Regions from separate parts of the Gossypium hirsutum genome. Here region 1 is linked to region 2. Evidence: chromatin contacts called from public Hi-C data. All regions are on one chromosome and are shown on one strand. The core of a region is the stretch at or near the end of the contact, and the rest is flanking DNA. Distances in the headings are between cores, read along the strand shown. Region 1 holds the start of LOC107955263 (RING-H2 finger protein ATL67). Region 2 overlaps LOC107955260 (protein CURVATURE THYLAKOID 1A, chloroplastic).

Region 1 (5,520 bases), core at 2,777-5,276, 220 kb before region 2:
GCTTATGAAACTTAGACCTCTTTCGAATTTGGTTATCGGAAGAGGTGATTCAGGTTATTAAAGGCATTCCTCCTCCACTTCCTTTAGAAAGTCCCTACAGAATTTCTTGGAATCACATTTCGTCTGGGGTTTTTACTGTTAAGTCTGCCTATAAGGACATCAAGGGAGGAGATTGGAATCCAGATGATGAAAAATAGAAGATGGCTTGGACGATACTACAAGGAAGATTTCTCAGTAATGTTGAAAGAGTTAGGAGAGGTATCTCGAATGACCCTTCGTATCACATATGTGGTTTTCAATCAAAAGATATTTTGCATAATGTCTGGAATCAGGTTAATCTAGATAGGTATATCAACTTCTTTTCTTCTCATTTTCAAGATTGGTTCCTTCTTAATTTGCAGGGAAATAGGTTGATTCATGAGGGGGAACTAGCTGGGCTTGTTTCTTTGGGATGCTCATTTGGCGCTTATGGAAAAACTGAAATTTATACATCTTTCAAAGCAAGCCTTGAAGCTCAAAAGAAATAGTCCAAGGATCCTATAATTGGGCGCTACATTTTTTCTCTTCCTCTTAAGAGGTCCCTTCTGGATACCTTGATCAATCTGGTGAAGCTTTAAACTTTGAAGAACAAGTTCATCTTTTTATTGATGGGGCAATGCAATTGGACTCTGGACTCGTTGCAGCTGGGGGAGTTCTTCGCAATAAGGAGGGACAATAGATCATTGGCTTCCATCGCTTTCTTGGAAAATGTTCGGTTTTCAATGCAGAATTGTGGGGTATTCTTGAAGGTCTTAAACTAATTCAACGTTTGGACTATGATCATGTTATCATTCACTCTGATAGCTTGAAAGTTGTTAAAAGGCATCCTAGGTAGTTATTCAACAGTCTCTAATTCAGCATTAATTAGGCGAATTCTTAATATTATAGCTCCAGAAGAACAATGGTTTCTGCAGTATATCCCGAGGGAACAAAATCAAGTTGCGGATTGTTTAGCGAAACAAGCTTTGACTGAGAAAGGAAGCATGCAAGTCTTCGACATCCCACCCGAGATGGCTCACGTTTTAATTGATAGGAATAAGCTTTCAAGCGGTTCTTTTGATTAAATGTTATTCTTGTAATTTTTAGGCTTTTTTTTTACCAAAATAAAAAACCTCATATGATTGCATATGGTCAAGAGTGTTTACTGCTTTAGGTGTGATCTGAATTCGAGTCACGCTAACCGTATTTGTTATTCGGGCTTTACACTATTATTGTAATTCAAAAAAATAAAAATAAAAACCCAAAGAACATAATTCATCATTTAATTCAAGTTTTTATTTTATTTTATTTTATATTCATGTCATCAATATGGTTGAATTAGCCTTTAAATGTTATCAAAACAAATACATAAACATGGAAATTGGAATTCTTGTATCTTTCTTTTGTTCTGCTAGACTTTTGGGGTTCTGATTCTAGCTGTTGATGAATCTGATTGGTGATAAAAGTTCTATAACAGTCCCTATACCATACCTTAAATTGCATATTGACTCCCTATTGAAAAATGTTGATATTAGAGGAAGGGGCAAAATTAGTATTATAACAGTATTATTTTTCAATAAGAAATTCTAAGATTTTAAAAAAATAGAAATGACAAAGATTTTTATTTTTATTTTAAAAAATAAAAAATATAATTTTTTTTCAAAGCTATAACTTTTAGCTTTTAAATTTGAAAATAATAATAATAATAATAATAATAATAATAATAATAAGCTTGACAAATTCTAAAAGTTTTTCAAATTTTCGACAAAAAATCTTTAAAATTCTATTTTTTTTAATTTCAAAAATTATGAAAAAGTTATTCAAATTTTAATAAATAATACGTAAAAATACATTACAAATTATAGAACTTTTTTTTCGAATTTTCAATAAGATCTCTAAAATTTTATAAAATTAAAAAATTATGAAAAATAATCAAACTTAAAAAATGGAAAAAAAAAAGTATTATTTTTTATAAAAATTAATGTCTTTATTAGAAATATGAAAAGAAGGTAAAGAGTCATTAATATTTTAATACTATTTTCATAATTAAGTTGATTTTAAAGGTTTTGTTATTTTTGTTTTGAATTTTAAAGAATTTTCAATTTTTTTTCAAAATTATTTGGAAATTTTTAAAATTTAATTTTTAAAAAAATTAAATTCTTTTTCATTTTTTAAATGTGTAAAAATTTTATTGAAAATTTGAAAGTGTTTACAATATTTTGATGAAGGATCTACTTACAACCTTGCGTACTTCTTTGTACCTTTAATATTTTAATGATCTAATTTTTAAATTTACCGATATAATTATACTTGTCAAGTACATAAAATTTTGAATCAATATGATATCTCTATCATATCGATCTAAAATTATATATAAATATTTATTAAATGGTTAGAATTTTTTTAAAATAAAAAAATAGTTAGAAATTTTTAATTTTTATTAAATTTGACACACATTATCTATATAAAAAGAATATAAAATTGACGATTGGATCGTTGAGTTTTACACTGATACAAGTAAAATTTTCCTTTAATAATTAATATTTTTATATTTTTTTAATTTTGAATTTTTTTTATAAATTTTACAATTATACTGTTTATTTATAATTTAAATAAATTTTAAATTATTTGTTAACCCAACTTACCTTATGAAAATTTGACTGCCAATTGACTCCAAATAAAAACAATAGATGCCAAATTGAATGAAGATTTAAAAGTCAGAAATTAAAATTTTTATACCTTATATATAAATAAATATTTAATTGCACAATTTCAACAAACGAAATATTTTGTTCTTTCATCTAATCTATAAAATAGTTGGGGCTTTTTTTTTTTTTTAGTCTTTCATTATGGAGACTAAAATGCAATTTGAGAGACAATGCCATTGTTTGGCGGAGAAGTGAAGTTGTTAACTTCTTGCATCCGAAATTCCGGATGCATTCCATCGAACATTGCGAAGCGTCAACATGGACTCAGTAACGGGTAACGGCAGGCAGGCACTACTTTCCAATCATCACCATTAACAAAATTGGCTCGGCACTTCACAACCCAATAGTAAAGTAAACTGCACTTCCTTCGTTGGCAGTTTTATGTACAGTATAAAAAACTAATAGGACCATAACATTTGAAAAGACTGAAACAAGATACCGTTCCCATGAAAAAAAATTTTAAGTTAGTGTTTACAAAATTTGGTACAAATTTCAAAAATAAGTGAGGAGAAATGAATTCCATGGCTTTCTAATTGATTTCATGCTCAGAACTGAGCCTCTTCTCCCCTAAACAATCAAAATCACAACCCATTGACCAACCTCCATCGAAACTGAGATTTATTTAAAAAACAAAAAAAGTCACCTCATCCTCCTCCGGTCCGCAGCGTGCTGAGACAAAGGCACGATTTCCGACAAAGGCGTAGAAAGCGGAGTTGGAAGCGGCGAGTTCCGACAAATGGGACAAGACCCATTAAGTTTCAACCAAGCATCCAGACAAGAAACATGGAAATAATGCCTACACTCAGGCATCATCTTCAACATCTCCAAATCCCTATACTCGCATAAACAAATCGAACACGTCGTGTTAACGTTAGTAGAACCCACAGCAGCCGCCTCTTTAGTGAACTGGAACTTGGGGTATGAGTTTATAACGGCTTGATCGAGCCCAACGACGACGTTCTCATCGTCCTCATCTTCGGCAACGAAAACAACCCGGGGAAGGATGATTCCATCGGAGGCGGGGGTAGGGTTGGGAGAAAAAGAGGAAGAAGGACGGCAGCAGATGTAGGAAGCGAGGAGGACGATGGAGAGGAGGACAAGGAAACCAAGGGCAATGGCGATGGAGTAGCCGAGGCCTAAGTTGGTGAAATAGAGAGGGGAAGAATGGGAATGGGTGGACATTTGAGGAGAGGAATAAGAGAATCCATTTGATTAAGGAAAGAGAAAGAAAAAGAAACCGGAAAAGAAGGTGGGGGAGATTTAATGCTCCAGCTACAGCATTTATTTACTCACTTTCCAACATTTATTTCTGCGTTCTAAATCACACAGAGGGTTCAAATAAGTTCAATTTTAAATTACCAACTAACGTATATTAGCCATTTTCTTTAATCATTTTGAAGTTTTACTCGTTATAATAATAGAAGATTCGATTTTTTATATTTTATTTTAAATTTTTATAACAACAATTTTTATAGTTATGAATTACGTTATTTATTAAATTAATTTTTTATATGGTTTAAATTTTTAAGTAAAATTATAGTAAATGGTAAATTTACGTTTTCATATTTTCAAGTTAGGTAAATAGTATATGTAGATTCAGCATCCTACAAGAATCTCATACTCAATGTCAGTGATGTTCTCTTCTGTGTTTTTGGCATGTACCTAGGGGGTATTAGTTGATTAAGATCTTTTGATTATAGATAGTTGTATAGGATGTTTTGTAGGAGTATCTTGTGAATATGTTATTGGTGTTTTTGTATATATATGTTTTGAAGTTTGTATTTGGTTTGGTGAACCTTAACACTTCAGTAAGTTATGTCATTTTGGTACTTTAAAATGCTTGCAAATAAGATACTCTTGGTATGTTGATGATAGTTTGGAAATGGTCATTTATGGCATAGTTGGCACATAATTGAACATATTGGTATGTTTTGATAGTTGAAGTTTTGGTACAATTGTGGTGCCTTTGAATGACATATTGGTTAGGTGATTTAGGTTGTTTGAAATGGCATGTTTAAGTTTGTTTGGATGATATTTGAACCCCTTGAAGGTGTGCCCAAATGGTATGAATGGCTAGGTAGGAATTGGTTTTGAAATGGCTTGATTTTAGGTAAATTTTGGGCTCACACGGCTAAGGACATGGGTTGTCACATGGTTGTGTGTCATCTAGGAGTTTCTTAGTGTTCAAGTCAGTGAGTTAAACGGCCTGACACATGGTTGTGTGGGGCATCTCAGTGAGTTGCACGGGTGAGGACACGGGTTGGGGCACGACCGTGTGTCCCTTGTTTGAAAGTTACATGGCTTGAGGTGTTGTACTCGGCCGTGTGACCCCTGTTTTTTAATTTTTACATCTTTTTCTTAAAGCTTCTTATTTATTTCAGATTAGTCTCGAAGTGTCTCAAAGTTATTTTTAGGGCCTCGAGGGCTTGATTTAGGGTCGGAATGCATGTGATTGAATGGATTATGATATGTTTAATTTACTTAAATATTGTGGTGTTAAATGTTTCTAATTGTTCGGTAATGCTACGTAACCCTAATCCGGTAGTGGAGACGGGTTAAGGGTGTTACACTCTCTCTTTCAATTTACTCCCAAACCTTCATTAATTTTTCAAACCTTAATGAATATCAGGTGTGACATGTAATTAATAAAAAGTTATATCTTTTGTTTATTGGTAAAGAGTTATATCACTTGATTTTTGACAAAAAAGTTATAACTATTCAAACAATATTATTTGAATAGTTATGTTTAATCAAGTGATATTAGATGAATAATTATGTCTCTTATATATGTGAT
Region 2 (6,369 bases), core at 2,021-4,520:
ATTATGCCAAGATGGTATACGGATAGTGTGAGCAAGCCTCCGACCGCTCCCGATTTTCGAGCTGGCTTGTCAAAACTACAAGGAATGAAAAGGAGGGAGCAAGCATAAATGCTTAGTAAATTCACATGCAAATAGCAAGTAACATAACCATATAAGCAAACATAAAACATCATTTGCATAATCATCACCAAGGCATTCATATCATATTTTCATTTATCATCTTACCATATTGTTGTTATATTGAGTTTTCAACCCGAGGGTTAAGTACATACCTGTTCAAAGTATCCATTTCACAACACTTACCAATACGTCCCTTTCATCTCGAGTATTCCTCCATTTGAGTAGAACTTTACCCGTTGAACACATCGGAATATAATTCGAATACATGGAAAGTTTGCACATAAGTGCCACATATGTAGCCAAGCTACCATGTAACCTGCCCATAAGCGAACTCGGACTCAACTCAACGAGCTCGGGTGTTCGCATCCATAAGTGAACTTGGACTCAACTCAACGAGTTCGGATGCCTAGTTACATCTCACGAACTCGGACTCAACTCAATGAGTTCGGACCTTCGCATCCATAAGTGAACTCGGACTCAACTCAACGAGTTCGAATGCCCAAATATCCCAGTGACATGTCACTTGTATCCTAATCCATTCCTAAGGTTCAACGGGACCTTTTTCCCAATCATGTGTCTCAACCATCTTCTACGGAATGCCGATACCGATACTCAGTAGTATTTCACATTTTCCAAGTATATCACATAATTTGACATATTATCAAACAATTATCACAAGTATAATATTTCATAATAATTATCATATCATTTAAATAACATTAAAACATTTAAAATAATAACTATGTTACCAACATTTACATATGAACATACCTCGTATGCGAAAATGGCTACTTTTACCATTTCGTCCACAACTTGGTATTTTCCCCATTTTAGCCTGAATTTTAGTTTTCCTTGCTCTATCATTTAAAATATAGTCTAATTAGGACTTACATTATTCAAATTGACCCAAAATCATATTTTAGCAAAATTACAATTTTGCCCCTAAACTTTTGCATATTTACACTTTTGCCCCTAAACTTTTGCATATTTACACTTTTGCCCCAAAGCTCGTAAATTAAACTTCAGCCTATTTTATTATGTTTTATGACATGCTGACCGTTTTTCCCTTCTATAGCAACATCAAATTCTCACTCTAACATGTACTTATGGACATTAGGTATTTTTATCGATTATGTCGTTTTACTCGTTTTTACATAAAATCACTTAGCAAAAATTGTTTAACACAATTTCAAGCTTCATATTCTACCATAAAACATTAAAATAAACACATTTAACCTATGGGTATTTTTCCAAATATGAACCCTAGCATGAATTATTGCTAGAATAAGCTAAATCAAGTTACCGGGACTCCAAAAACGTAAAGAACATTAAAAACGAGGCTAGAAAGGACTTACAATCGAGCTTGGAAGCTTGAAAAACCCTAGACATGGTTTCTCCTTGCTATATTCGGCGATGGGGTTGAAGATGGACACATTTGGGTTTTAAAATTTGTCTTTTAATTCATTTTACTGCTAAATGACCAAAATGCCCTTTTTACTATTCTTTAAATTTTTACCCTTCCAAGCCCATTTTTGTCCAATTTTTTTTAGAAATTGGTCAAATTACTCTTTAAGGACCTCTAATTTTAATAATCTAATTCAATTTTGTGCAAAATGCTTCTAGAACACAAGTTTTGCAATTTATTCAATTTAGTCCCTAATTTCAAATTAAGCACTTTACGCATAGAATTTCTTTACGAAATTTTCACACAATCATGCAATCATATCATAGACCTCAAAATAATTATAAAATAATTATTTCTATCTCAAATTTGTGGTCTTGAAACCACCATTTCGACAAGGCCCAAAATCAAGATATTACATCCACTCACAACCCTTGCCGTAAACCACGAGAGGTAAGACTTTAAAGATAAATTACTTCACAGTTAGTGATTGAAATTTTAATTGTATCTTAAAATTAGGGAAATATTTTCTATTTCTTTCATAAATTTTTCAATAAAATAAAACGATTTTTTTCTAAAAAAGATATATATTACATTCTTTGGTAATATTAAAATCTTAATGTACATTTCTTTTTTTATCGATACATTGACAATGTTCAGTAATATAATAAAATGATAATCATACTTAAAATTTAATTTATAAACTCATTATAATATATTGTCAAAAATAATAATTTTTTGATATAACAATCCTTGCATATGTTGAAGAGGAAGAACAAAAATAAGTTTGTTATTCATTGTAACACCTTATTAATTAAATATCTAATTTTGCAATTGTTTTAATTTTTACTTAAATTTATATGCTTAATATACTATGTACTACAAAAATATCACATCAACTAATTTTCGGAAAAAAATCACAATAATCTTCTTATTACAATTATTTAATTAGTATATAACCAAATTTTAAATAAATTTAAATATGTGGATTTCACCGTAAAAAAAATCACTGGTTAATTTATATGGTTTTTTCAAACTTAAATCATATTGATCTTATTAACAACACAATTAAAAAACAATTTTTTATTAACAGTCACTCAATCTATCAAAATATTTATCTTATTAACAATACAATCAAAATCGTATTTATCTTGGCAAAATATATTTTTTAAATTCCTTTAGTTCTTTTTTAATAATATTTTGTACCTTTTTAGATGATATATATATATTTAAATTTGCATGTAATCTAAATTTAGGGATTAAATTTAGAACAACAATCAAGTTCTAATGTGGACAAAAATGTGTTGAGACAAAGTTTGAAAAAATACAAAGTTTATGGAATAAATATGATTTTAACCCAAAATAAATCTAAAATATTGATGATGTTCCATAGGCGGAATGCAGAATTTGTAATTTCAGTTTCTTTCCAAAAAAAGAAAAAAAGAAAAAAGTGTAATGTTTGGAATAAGTTGCAACGTTTCAGCAACTCTGATAAAGAAAATCTCACCTGGAGATCCTCATGATCTTTAAAATTTATTAGTCCTGATTATACTTTATCAGATACATAAACACTAGAGCTGGATCAAAGTACCTATAAAAGGGCTGGGGTTGAGGAACCTAATGTGTATGGATAATTAAATTGGGTTGATGTAGCGTCCAAAGGAGCTCCCAACACTTCAACACTGAAAGGAGGTGATGGCACAATTCCTACGGCTGCTAGCTCATGGATATCCCTAGCTGCGCCACCCTGCGTCAATTACTGCGTGGGCTAGGGTTTGCATGACCTGGAAGACGTGATTTGCCTTCTTTTTCGGTATTGAGGTGAAGGGAGCTCCTTTTGCTCCTTCTAAGTTTATCACCTTTTTTCTATTAATTTTCTCTCCGTCATTAAGTATTACTGGAACTTGGTTAATATAAGACTGGTTCATGTGAATCATGTGAAACAGGAAGGAAAGCTTAAATTTGTTCCTCAAGAGGCTTCAAATGCAAGGATGTGCATTGACAACTCTTCCTTCTCACTTTTGTCCTCAAAAGCTTGCTGTCCTTGATCATTATATATGTATATATATATATACACACATTGTCTGCTTTCTTCTTTAATTCATTTATGCCGGTTTCTTCTGCTTGTAACTAGCTAGTTTTTGGCAATTTATAAGCTGGGTACTTTTTTATATGCAATATTTGTTTGTTTCAGGTTGCTGAAAACTTGATGGTCATGAATCTGCGTGGTTGTCCTTATTTGGCTTAACGGTTGGGACTTTAATTTGCTTACACCACTTGGATATACAGGCTGTTCAAACCTTGTTGAATTTTTCAGTGATGTCTCGCGATGAAAAATCTGGACAATGAACAGACTCCGAATGCTATTATTCGAGCTATTTGGAACTGGGAAACCAGGTAGCCCACAGCTTGGCTAACTTTGGGACAAATCTTCGTGCCGCTCCACCTGATTCTATTTGAAGGGTCTTAAAAGATGATTGTAATGGCTTAACATATTCTAGATTGATGATTGTAACTTCTTTTTTCTTCTCTCTCTTCGATTAAAAAGAAATCAATTTTTTTTCTACTAAAGATTAAGGAGAAATTTTGATACACTACTAAACTATCCATACTTGTTAAAAAACTATCCCACAACGGCTAGATTCATCTCTGTTCCACCCCTCCCCCCCCCCCCCGCCGGAGACAAAATCTAGCCTTGTGGAATTCCTTCACTATATATATCCCCATTAATGTTTCTATTTTTCTATTATCCAACAAAAGTTTAATCACCATTTGCATGCTTGACTTTGATAATTCACAAATGGGATCTACACAGGTATTAAATTATCGAGTAAGGTTTGCTTTTTATGATGATAATTTTTAGATTTTGTCATTCATGTATTCTTATCATGTTGAAAGACCTCGTTTTACTGCTTTGGTGGGGGATGAAGGAAAAGGGTTGTGTTAGTTTTGCAGTTGACTTTTGCAAAAAGCTCAAAGCTCAAAGCTAACAAAGGAGTTCGTTAGCAAATGTAAAGGCAAGCTACACATTCGGTGGGGACAAGGGATTAAGCATTTAATTACATGAATTCTTTTGCAAAACCTTTGAGTCTTTCATGGTCGAAGACTGTCTTTAATGGGGATAAGAACCAAAAGTTTTATACAGTTTGTGATATTAGATTTGAACGCATTTTGCTGAATGATTAGGCTGCCCTCCATTGGGAAAGGAAATGAATCAGAGTCATTTCAATGGAAGAAACAAGCTATACTTCATACAGATTAAAAATGCATTTATAGATAGAGGGATGGAAATTATACCCCCATGAACATACACATAAAAATGGACTAGTATCACTCTAAGAACAGGGCAAACAAAAAGTTCGGCATGGATTACATATACAAGGCAATCCTACAATTACATGATATGATACACATGTCTGTTTTACAGGGTACAAAGGGACCAAAAATAAAATGAAGGCATGCCAATCTTTGTGTGCATCTATTCAGTTTCAGCAATCTTCTTCTTCAGTGACTCAATATCCGTAGCTAGTTCCTTCCTGCTTGACTGAGGAAATAAGCTTTGTTGTTAACACATGGTTCTTGATTAGCGCGGAATGCGTACATATGATTTATTTACCCTAACTAGTCTTAAAAACATTAATAATTTGTAAGTGAAGCCATTGTTTTTAAGTTAAATACCATCTATAACATAAGCACTGAAAGAGGACAACATTAGGCAGTACTAAGATTGATGGGGCTACACAGTTTAATAAACCCTACCTTGAAAAGAAGGTATCTGTAGACAAACCATCCTGTATATCCAAGTCCAACCAACTCCATTATCTTTGGAAGCTGGTAAAACACAGAAAATCATTTCGTTTTGGATCAGTGATTTAATCGAAAGGGAAGATGTGTTGTTAGCCAATCTAATTACGAATACAGATAGCAGAAAGTGTAGTGTTGAGAGTTGAATTACCAAGGGGACGGAGTTGATAGCACCAACAAAAATAGATGATAACCAAACAGCAACGATTGCCCCACCACCATAAAGAATAACTGTCGACTTGCTCTCAACTTTATCCCACTAGTAAAAACAAGGGAAGGAAACCATGTCAGTTGCAGACAACTCCATCATCTACAAGACATAATAGTATAAGACAATGTCCTCACCTTTTCCTTCAAGTCAGTGAAAAACTCCCCAGCATCGACAGCGGTCTCCTCTGAGGCTTTTGTCAGCAGCTGAGAAAACCTCCGGGATTCTGTTTTAGATGCCAAAAAATGGACATAGATTAAATCATCCTAACCCATAATTAAGAACCTGCATATGCAGTGGCGAATCCGGATGGCAGGGCCGGACCCATGATAATATAAATTATTTAATCGATAAAATTATATTTTTACTATCATAAAAAATACAATTTAATTTCAATACATTCAAAATTTAAGTTAATAAATAAGAAAATAAATCTTGGAACTAGTGATTACATTTCGCAGGTGATGTTGGAAGTGAGTGTTAAAAAGGCCATGTATAAGAGCTGTACCTGGACTTAGCTTAACGGAAGAGGAAAAAGAAGAGCTGGAAACGCGAGGAGGGAGAGACGGCAAGGCGGAGCAGTGGGTGATCCTAACGGCAGTGTGGACACGTGGAACCAAAATGGCGGTGGCCGCCATGGAGGATGCTGCGGCGGTCACCATATATCAAATAAAATCAAGCTACTTTGGGTGGGTCGGAGCCGGATTTATGGCCGCTCGAATGCTACAACAAAATCCTATCCTTACAGTGGGTGCATGGCTCTCTTTGTAATTGGTTTTGATGCTGGGCTTGGAAGCGTGATTTGGGGACACGTGGATAAGGTTGGGATTCTGAT

What was found. A called contact is a pair of places that touch in the nucleus more often than the background predicts.
Region 1: a contact with region 2 is called in a Hi-C map of seedling, with 2.6 times the contacts expected there. The contact joins the promoter of LOC107955263 here to the enhancer-like site in region 2. A contact is called at or near these places in 2 of 34 Hi-C or Micro-C datasets (leaf and seedling).

The regions. Positions count from the first base shown.
Region 1 is chrA07:31,720,239-31,725,758 of Gossypium_hirsutum_v2.1, reverse strand. It overlaps LOC107955263 (RING-H2 finger protein ATL67), which reads right to left and starts at 4,026. Exons shown (of 1, transcript XM_016891006.2): 1 at 3,074-4,026. The coding sequence starts at 3,908. The coding sequence ends at 3,366.
Region 2 is chrA07:31,497,847-31,504,215 of Gossypium_hirsutum_v2.1, reverse strand. LOC107955260 (protein CURVATURE THYLAKOID 1A, chloroplastic) reads right to left here. Exons shown (of 5, transcript XM_016891002.2): 1 at 6,043-6,369; 2 at 5,672-5,760; 3 at 5,478-5,585; 4 at 5,282-5,353; 5 at 4,775-5,066. The coding sequence starts at 6,196. The coding sequence ends at 5,001. Among protein-coding and RNA genes, the nearest start is that of LOC107955260, 4.3 kb to the right of the region's middle. Within about 2 kb of position 3,270, at least 2 of the 9 cell types and tissues checked have an H3K27ac peak or open chromatin away from gene starts, as enhancers often do.